2 separate regions of the Mus musculus genome follow, and region 1 is linked to region 2. A link is a contact called in public HiChIP or PLAC-seq data. All regions are on one chromosome and are shown on one strand. Each heading gives the region's core, a stretch centred on a gene start, on an enhancer-like site or on the middle of the called end of the contact. The rest is flanking DNA. Distances are from core to core; before and after follow the strand shown.

Region 1 (4,157 bases), core at 878-3,377, 120 kb after region 2:
CTCTGAAGTCTCAAAGGTTCCATATCCCCTCAAAATAATATACCACATTCTGGGGGCAAAATGTACCAACATAAGGGAGACAAGTTACATTCAAGCCATAAGAATGGGATTAAAACAAGTTAATTTTAAATATTAAAATGAATTATAAGCTATTAAAAGTTAAATTTAATCTGTTAGGACAAATACATTAATACAAAATAATCTATGAAAGTCTTGCCATTACCATTAATATTCTTTCCCTGGAATGCCACATTAAAGGTTTACATGTGTAGGCTGAGACTAGTTAGATTCCATTATCTAGACATGTAATGAGACGATAAATGTCTGAAAGGTGGTTTTAACACTTTACTGTTTCACCCAAAACCTGCCTTCAAAGAAATAATCACAGATGTAACTTGCTGTATTATTTTATGGTAGGATGCATTTCCATACTCAATGCATGTTTACTAACATTTACTATAGTAGTATAGGTAGTAAAGAAGATAATTTGGTTTGTATTTCTAAGAGGCTTTTAATTTAGGGAGGTTATAAGATAGGTAAATCAAATGCCTCACATAAATTAGAAAAAAGAAGGATATCTTAAAGGGAGTACAAAGTACAGCAGGGATCTAGAAGAGAGAGTGGAGAGGGAGAGGGACACACACACATACAAGAAGGAGCTGTGGAGATTTGGCCTCAGATAAGCCATAGTCACTAAAGAAGTGCAGGTGATGATTCATAGAAAGAAAGAGCGATCAGCAAACACACAAACATTAGTTGTGTGAGGGGAACACTGTGTCTTTTAAGTATTAGCTGTGTTAAGAGGTGTGGTGGTTTGAATAGGTATGGTCCCCATAGACTCATGTGTTTGAATACTTGGTCCATAGGGAATGGCACTAGTAGGAGGTGTGGCCTTGTTGGAGGAAGTGTATTACTGTGGGGTCTGGCTTTGAGGTCCCATATGCTCAAGCTGTGCCCAGTGTGGCACATAGCCTCCTTCTGCTATCTGCAGATCAAGCTGTAGAACTCACAGCTCCTACTTTATGACTGTGTCTGCCTACATGTTTCCTGCTATGACAATAAGGGACTAAACCTCTGAACTGTAAGCCAGCCCCAATTAAATATTTTCCTTTATAAGAGTTGCCATGGTCACGGTGTCTCATCACAGAATCTTTTACTTCCTCTGGAGTCCAGTTCCCTCGACTTCACTTACTACAACTGTTCCGGGTAAAACTAAGAAGGTAGGCTGGGGGATTGCTCAGGAGGATCTTAGCAATGTGGAACTGGGTATTTGTAATTTAAGAGGCATTACTATTGTAGAGCTGTTCTCATTGGCTTACCATAGTTGCAGCTAGTCTAGGGAAAATGGACCATCCAACCACTTCCATCTCTTCTCACAATCTTGTTATCTTTAACTGGTTTCATGTATTCATAGAGGACCAACACATTTGTAGCCATTGTACTGAACTTGTAGGTTGTGCATACTATGCTGCTATCATGAGGCTATAATCACAATCTTTTGATAAGTTTTACTTTTATCTTATTTTGTAAGCTAAAATATTAGATATTAAACTGATTGGGTGAAATATAAAATAGTTCAAGGTTATTGGTACATATTTTCACATTAATATGCCCAAATACTTGTGCACATTTACAGTTGTACATGAAGTTTCAAAGTTATCAGCCTGTGGATTTCAATGTTTACCTCAGAGTGTGCTCTGGCCACTACCAGATCTATAATAAATAATACTCCATGAAATACCACTGCTTGAAAAAGGAAGCTTGCTCTCAATAAAAGTGCATTACTAAGCCTGAGTAAGCATTTAGAAAGTGCATTGTGTTAGTTAAGGCTTGTACGTAATAAATAATGAGTGGTAATAGTAGGTCAGAGTGGACAACTATCATTGTCTCAAGACAAGTGCACAGTGAAGCCAGCTCTTTCGTTACTTCCTCAAACAGCAACACAATGGGGAATGTAAAGGAAATGTTCCATAAAACCCTGGAATGGGAACCAGAAAACCTAAGGTATAAACTTGGGAAACGACGTACAAGGAAACACAGACAACAGAAAAGAACACCCTCCCTCAGGGTTTCAGATGCGTGAGAGGTAAATATTTCCCAGAACTGGAGTGGTACAAGGTGTGCAGAGATCCCTGTGTGCCCTCCACCATGGTTCACAGACAGCTCCCTGAAACGGTGTTGCTGCTCTTGGTTTCTTCCACTATCTTCTCCCTAGAACCGAAACGGATTCCCTTCCAATTGTGGATGAACAGAGAAAGCCTACAACTACTGAAACCTTTGCCAAGCTCGTCAGTCCAGCAGTGTCTAGCACACAGGAAGAATTTCCTGCTTCCTCAGCAGCCTGTGAGTCCTCACCAGTACCAAGAGGGACAGGTGCTGGCTGTTGTGCACGAGATCCTTCAGCAGATCTTCACGCTCCTCCAGACACATGGGACTATGGGCATTTGGGAGGAAAACCATATAGAAAAAGTCTTAGCTGCGCTTCACCGGCAGCTGGAATACGTGGAGTCACTGGGTGGACTGAACGCAGCGCAGAAGAGTGGGGGCTCGAGTGCGCAGAACCTTAGGTTACAGATTAAAGCATACTTCAGGAGGATCCACGATTACTTGGAAAACCAAAGGTACAGCAGCTGTGCCTGGATCATTGTCCAGACAGAAATCCACCGCTGTATGTTCTTTGTGTTCAGGTTCACAACATGGCTGAGCAGACAAGACCCAGACCCTTGAACACTGAGAAGCAAGAGCCAACAGGGGATTTGAAAGACATAGGTTGGTGGCGGAGTGGGAGGAGCTATATGAACATGATTTGTTTCTTTTTGGTGTAAAGTGGCTGCATTGTTTTGCTTCTGCCCAGGTTTAACTGTGTTCTAAGATGGCATGCATTGCAATATCCATTTTGCCATGCCATGTTATGTTTTCTACCAACTTCAAATTATTTAGGAATTAAAATTAATTCATTAAAATTTCATAATTGGTTCTTCAGTGGTGAAATTTCGTAGAATTTTGCCGTTAGATACGATGAGCTATCTCGATAATGTAGTGAGCATTCCTTAACATACAGCATTAATTCATGTTTACCAGAACTTGTTAGCATCAATCCATGAATATTTCTATTACAAAGACATAATAGAAATACGGCCAAAAGGTGTGAACAATTTTCAGAAGAATGAAAACAGATTCAATCTCACTCATTATAATAATAATAATGCAGATTACAACTGAATAGCATGCTGTTTTTAACCTATTAACTAACACCTCAAGGTTTAATTAAGAAAAAATATGCAGACTCAACACATTTCTGAGAAAGCAGGAACTTTTCCTGTGTGCTAGACTCTGTCGGGTGATTAGTTAATGAATGCTCTTACAATTTGCTAGATCAGCAGAAGTTAGTGTAAGCAACTTCACCTAAGAGAACAAGATTCTCTTGACGAGAACGTGATGTTTTCTCTACAAAAGTACATAGAGAAAAATAAAAGCAAAAAAAAAGTAAAACGTGTATAAGTAGTATATTTGTGTAAAACCATGAAGTAATCTTAATATTTGTACTGACTACATGTGAAGAACTAAAGAACACACGAGAAATAAATGGTAAGGATTAATTATTGTTCTGTGGAGGCCGACTTGAGGGATGGGGGGCAGGAAGAAGAGGGAAGGAGAGCCTTTGCTCTTGTTTCTGTGGTAGCTTTGAGTCATATGCTTATTATAAATTAAGTTAAATGCATCTAGCTGGTTAGAATTATTATCAGCGAAGGAGCCTTGCTGAGGAACAGAGGGGCGAGTTGACAGAGGAAGCCGGACTGAAGCAGTCCGCTCTTGGTTGGCAAAGGCTGGGAGGAAGCTGACCATGCCACGGGGAGGGGCTTCTGCTTCCGGAGGGCTCTGATAGTGACAGGCTCGAATCTCTCCTAGCCACGCCCTTCCAGAAGGCATCACAAAGCAATGCGGAGCAAGTTGTCTGAAGTCCACTGAGACTCGCTGATTTGGCTACACTACAGATACAAAGGACACAAGCTCTGCAACTACTTCTACTTCATGGTCCTTGGGTAGTCTGCCATGGAAGTTACTTCTGAATGTAGAGGCTTGCTGGAGAACCAGACAATCCCAGTTTGGTTTAATCATTGCAAGCAGCTCTTGGTAGAGGCACCTAGATTTGGCTT
Region 2 (4,193 bases), core at 1,674-4,173:
CAAGCCCAAAGTTCCAAAGTCCTTCCACAGTCCTCCCCAAAACATGGTCAGCTTGTCACAGGAATACCCCACTCTGCTGGTACCAATTTGTCTTAGTCAGGGTTTCTATTCCTGCACAAACATCATGACCAAGAAACAAGTTGGAGAGGAAAGGGTTTATTCGGCTTACACTGTTCCTGACTAAGCCTTACACCAAAACTGCAAAATGGTCACATCCCAGGCCAGCAGACTAGTGAGGCTAAGAACACAAATTGTTTCTCACAGCACACAGTAAGGCAGATCAGCGGTGCAACTGAGCCGATCTCCTGGATGAGGAATTTAACCTGGAAGCTCAGATGAGCATCCCTCCCCCAATCTAGACAGCCATGCAGTGGACATCTGGTTGAGGTCACAGGGCTGGGTTCAAGGAAACAATCCCAGTTTTCATCTCTTCATGCACAGCTCTTTTCCCAGGTAACTCTTCTGCAGTCTTAGTAACTAGGCAAGAAAGATGCTTAAGGAGCTTACTCAAGGCTGGAGGTGAGTATTGGTGGAGGTGGGGGACAGGACAAAAACTGAGTTCAGATTTCTTTCTGCAATCTCCTTGTTGTTTAGAGATTCATTTGCACTGAAACATAGGAAGCTGAGAACGCTGTCTGGGCTGCTGGGTTTGTGTCCCACTAAAGTGAAGTGATAGGAGAGTAGGCCAGTGGCCCACAGTTGTTCGTTTCGAACTTCCAACTTTAGTGCCCTCCCCACTCCTTAAAAGGTGAAGTGTTTTCTAGGTGAGAATGTAAACACACAGCTGCTGAAGGAAATATGGGTTCCTACCCATGCTGAGAGTATACTGCAGCAACCCCTTCACTGAGTGTCTTAGGGTTTTACTGCTGTGAACAGACACCATGACCAAGGCAAGTCTTTTAAAAAACAACATTTAATTGGGGCTGGCTTACAGGTTCAGAGGTTCAGTCCATTATCACCAAGGCCAGAGCATGGCAGTATCCAGGCAGGCATGGTTCAAGCAGAGCTGAGAGTTCTATGTCTTCATCCAAAGGCTGCTAGTGGAAGACTTTCTTCCAGGCAACTAGGGTGAAGGTCTTAAGCCCACACCTACAATGACACACCTACTCCAACCAGGTCACATCTATTCCAACAAGGCCACACCTCCAAATGGTGCCACTCCCTGGTCCAAGAATATACAAACCATGACACTGAGTTTATAGAAAAGGAAAGGAAATCTACAAGTTGAAGAGATAGCCACACTGCCATGGCTATGGTACTATTCAGAGTAGCTCAGGAATGGAAACAGCATAAGCGCCCATTGGTTGATGCGCCAATGAGGAAAACCTGGTACACGCCACACGTTCATGAATATGATTCATATTTTCATGAAAGAATGAAACCCTGTGGTTTGTAGCAGCACTGATGAAACCAGAGGTCATTATGTTAAGTGAAATGAGCAGGCACAGAAAGTCCCGCACCTGCGTGACCTCACTAACAGCAGAGGAGAAAAAAAAATCCATCTCTTAGAAATGAAGAGTGAAATGATAATTACCAGAGGCTGGTAAGTGTAGGGAGGGAGAAAGAACGGAAAGAGGCTAATTATCAGGTATTAACTTACAGTTAGGTAGAAAAAAAGTTCTAGTGGTGTGTTGCACAGGACAGTGACAATAGGTAATAACATATTCTCTTACTCTTTGTCTCACAGAAAAGAGTTTGAACATTTCCCCACCAGGAAGTAATAAGTGGGCCTAGGTTCTGTTTGTAAAGTGTTTGCCTTATAGGAACAAGGGCCTGAATTTGATTCCCAGAACTCATGGAAAACAGCTGGTGTCCTGCCACGTATTCATGATCCCAGTACCGGGAAAGCAAAGATAAGCCCAGCCCTGGGACTTGCCGGCCCCCTTGGTCAGCCCACTTGGTAAGCTCTAGACCTCAGAGACCCTGTCTCAAAAACAGAAATTGTCCATGAAAGATTGAAAAAAATTACAAAGTTTGTTGAGTTGGGAAGAGACTGATGAATTGGAGAAGAGTTTGGGGGGGGGGGCAGTGAATATGATTAAAACATATGGCATGGAACTCTTAAAAAAAAAACTAAGAAAAAATTTAAAACAAAAAACAGTAATGTGAATGGCTCCCAAGATTGAATACGCATCCCCCTCCCCCCCGTGTGTGTGTGTGTGTGTGTGTACAAGAAATGATAGGTGCTTCAAAAGACAGATATGTATGCCTGGTTTAGATTTCTATATAATATATTCATGATTTAAATATAATGCAGATGAGTACATGTTTTACTTTTTAATGGGCTATATAGATTTAACGGAAAGTGCAGAAACATTAGGCTCCTCCTCTTCCTCATTTAAGAGGTAGATAGTATCTATTTATAAAATGAGGGACTGTACCCAGGGTTCCTAAGGGCTCACTCTGCTCCAACATTCTTTGAGAAATTCTAAATCTCTATCCCTGCCCTCTCACTCAAATCATAAGCAATACTTAAAAGCATTTTTCCACAAGGATTTCTGCACATATTGTCTTGGAAATTTATTGTGAATCACTAAGTTACCCCCTTTTTGTTGGAAAATTAACAATGTTGCATTCTGTTGCTATAACCCAAACAATACTGAATTAAATTTGTCCTGGGCTTATGAAGGCATTTATTCAACAAAGTGATTTCTTTCCAAGCAAATGAGTTACTTATTTCCATTAAGAATAAAATAAAAAGAAAGCATGCTCTTCTCTATGTAACTAGTTCGGTAGACACTAACTGGTTGCATTGTCTGTAAAGCTGTGAATCAAGTAAAATTTCCTGTGAGTGTGCAGTTTCCTTTGTAGCTTACATAAATTTGTGGATTATTCCAAGATATGTACACTCATAGTTACTCACTTGAGAAAATAGAGTTGTGCGTACTTGCACATCATAGAAAAACACCCACACATACAAAGCCTGCCTTTTACCAGGACTTGAGATGAGAAAATAAAGCAGCCAGAATGGCTTCTTACCCCCTCCACCCTAACCACACCTTCCTGCCCTAAGCCTATTGCCCAAATCCAACTGTGCCCCAACACATGCCTCTTTGAAAATTGAAAAGATATTGAGAGGAAAGGTCAAGTGAAAAAAATAAAGCCGGAAAGAGAAACGTGTGAAAAAAGAGACCAAGACAGGAAATGTAGTTGGCTGGAGCTTTCTGAAGTAAACAGCATTTGGAAGCAGAGAGCAACTAATTCTTGACTTTCATGTTCTCCTGAAAAAGGTGATGGTCCAACAATTCAGTTGAATTAGGTAAATGGGGCTGTTTTAATGAGTTGAAATAAGATCATCTACCCAAGATACTTCTAGAAACTCAGTGAAATTCTTGGTTCTGATCATTTAGGTTAGAACTCTTGTAGTAGATAACCAATTAAACTCATCTTCTACTTGTGCATCTGGCGTGGTACTTGATCTCTACTACAGCAATTCTGTAGTGTTCTCTCTTTGCAGCATCACTCTTCCTATTTGTGCGTTCCTTTTTAGAATAAAAGTAGGCTGAGCCATCTCAGCGTTTGCATTTGCACTGAAGCCAAGCAGCCTGCCTAGCTCTTTGAAAGTGTAGGTATGGTTAAAGATAGAACCACTGAAAACCCAATAAAAGGAAGGCAAGGTGGTATCTATAGAAACGTCCTGCTGGGTTTCTATAGACAGGGCAGGAGGTACTAATCTGCTACCAGGGAACTGAGGAAGTGTGGTGGTGTTCCACAGCTCCAGAGAGCAAGCTAAGTGAGAATTTTGTAGGCCCCTAGCTGAGAGGTTGCCTCTTCAATAGAGAGTTCAGAACGTATTTGAGTCAGCCAACTTTTTTTTAATGTCTATGAAGTAGATATTTGAACCAATTTTTAGGCTTTAGTCACTCTAAAGCAAATTGCTGACAATAATCAAAAGTTCAAAATTATTGCTTGGTTGCAATTGCTGTTAGTCCTTTAAAACAAATATAGTTGCCTTTAAAAATGTTCATTCTTTAAAGTAAAGAAAAGCTTAAGTGAGGAAGAGCTTATAGCTTGCAAAAAAAAATGCACATCCCCCGGGGGGTCTTTATAAGTAGTAATCATGCTGCAATTGCTGCAAGAACAAATGAGGGCATCTATTCCATTAGCATGTACAAACAACTTGCCTCGTTAGATCTGACTTGAGACAAAAGTCTTGTTGTACACCAGCAGCCTTGTAAGTATTGCAAAAGTGA

The links. HiChIP or PLAC-seq counts read pairs in DNA pulled down with a chosen protein or histone mark.
Region 1: a contact with region 2 is called in a BATF HiChIP or PLAC-seq map of CD8 T cells, with 28 read pairs. The contact joins the promoter of Ifne here to the enhancer-like site in region 2. A contact is called at or near these places in 9 of 39 promoter capture datasets (the 3T3-L1 cell line, 3T3-L1-derived adipocytes, the HPC-7 cell line and 4 more), 2 of 15 datasets of contacts at CTCF or cohesin (CD8 T cells and the NIH/3T3 cell line), 13 of 484 Hi-C or Micro-C datasets (3T3-L1-derived adipocytes, the CH12 cell line, Th1 cells and 9 more), 3 of 115 datasets of contacts at active chromatin or transcription factors (CD8 T cells, effector CD8 T cells and memory CD8 T cells) and 2 of 9 other capture datasets (adipose tissue and macrophages).

What each region holds. Positions count from the first base shown.
Region 1 is chr4:88,878,171-88,882,327 of GRCm38.p6, reverse strand. Ifne (interferon epsilon) reads left to right here and starts at 2,127. Exons shown (of 1, transcript NM_177348.2): 1 at 2,127-2,790. The coding sequence starts at 2,149. The coding sequence ends at 2,727.
Region 2 is chr4:89,000,406-89,004,598 of GRCm38.p6, reverse strand. The region is part of intron 1 of Gm34568 (predicted gene, 34568); the gene reads right to left. Among named protein-coding and RNA genes, the nearest start is that of Gm34568, 46 kb to the right of the region's middle. Within about 2 kb of position 2,923, at least 33 of the 459 cell types and tissues checked have an H3K27ac peak or open chromatin away from gene starts, as enhancers often do. A contact at or near this core is called in CD8 T cells, the NIH/3T3 cell line, Th1 cells and 3 more, where this site is marked.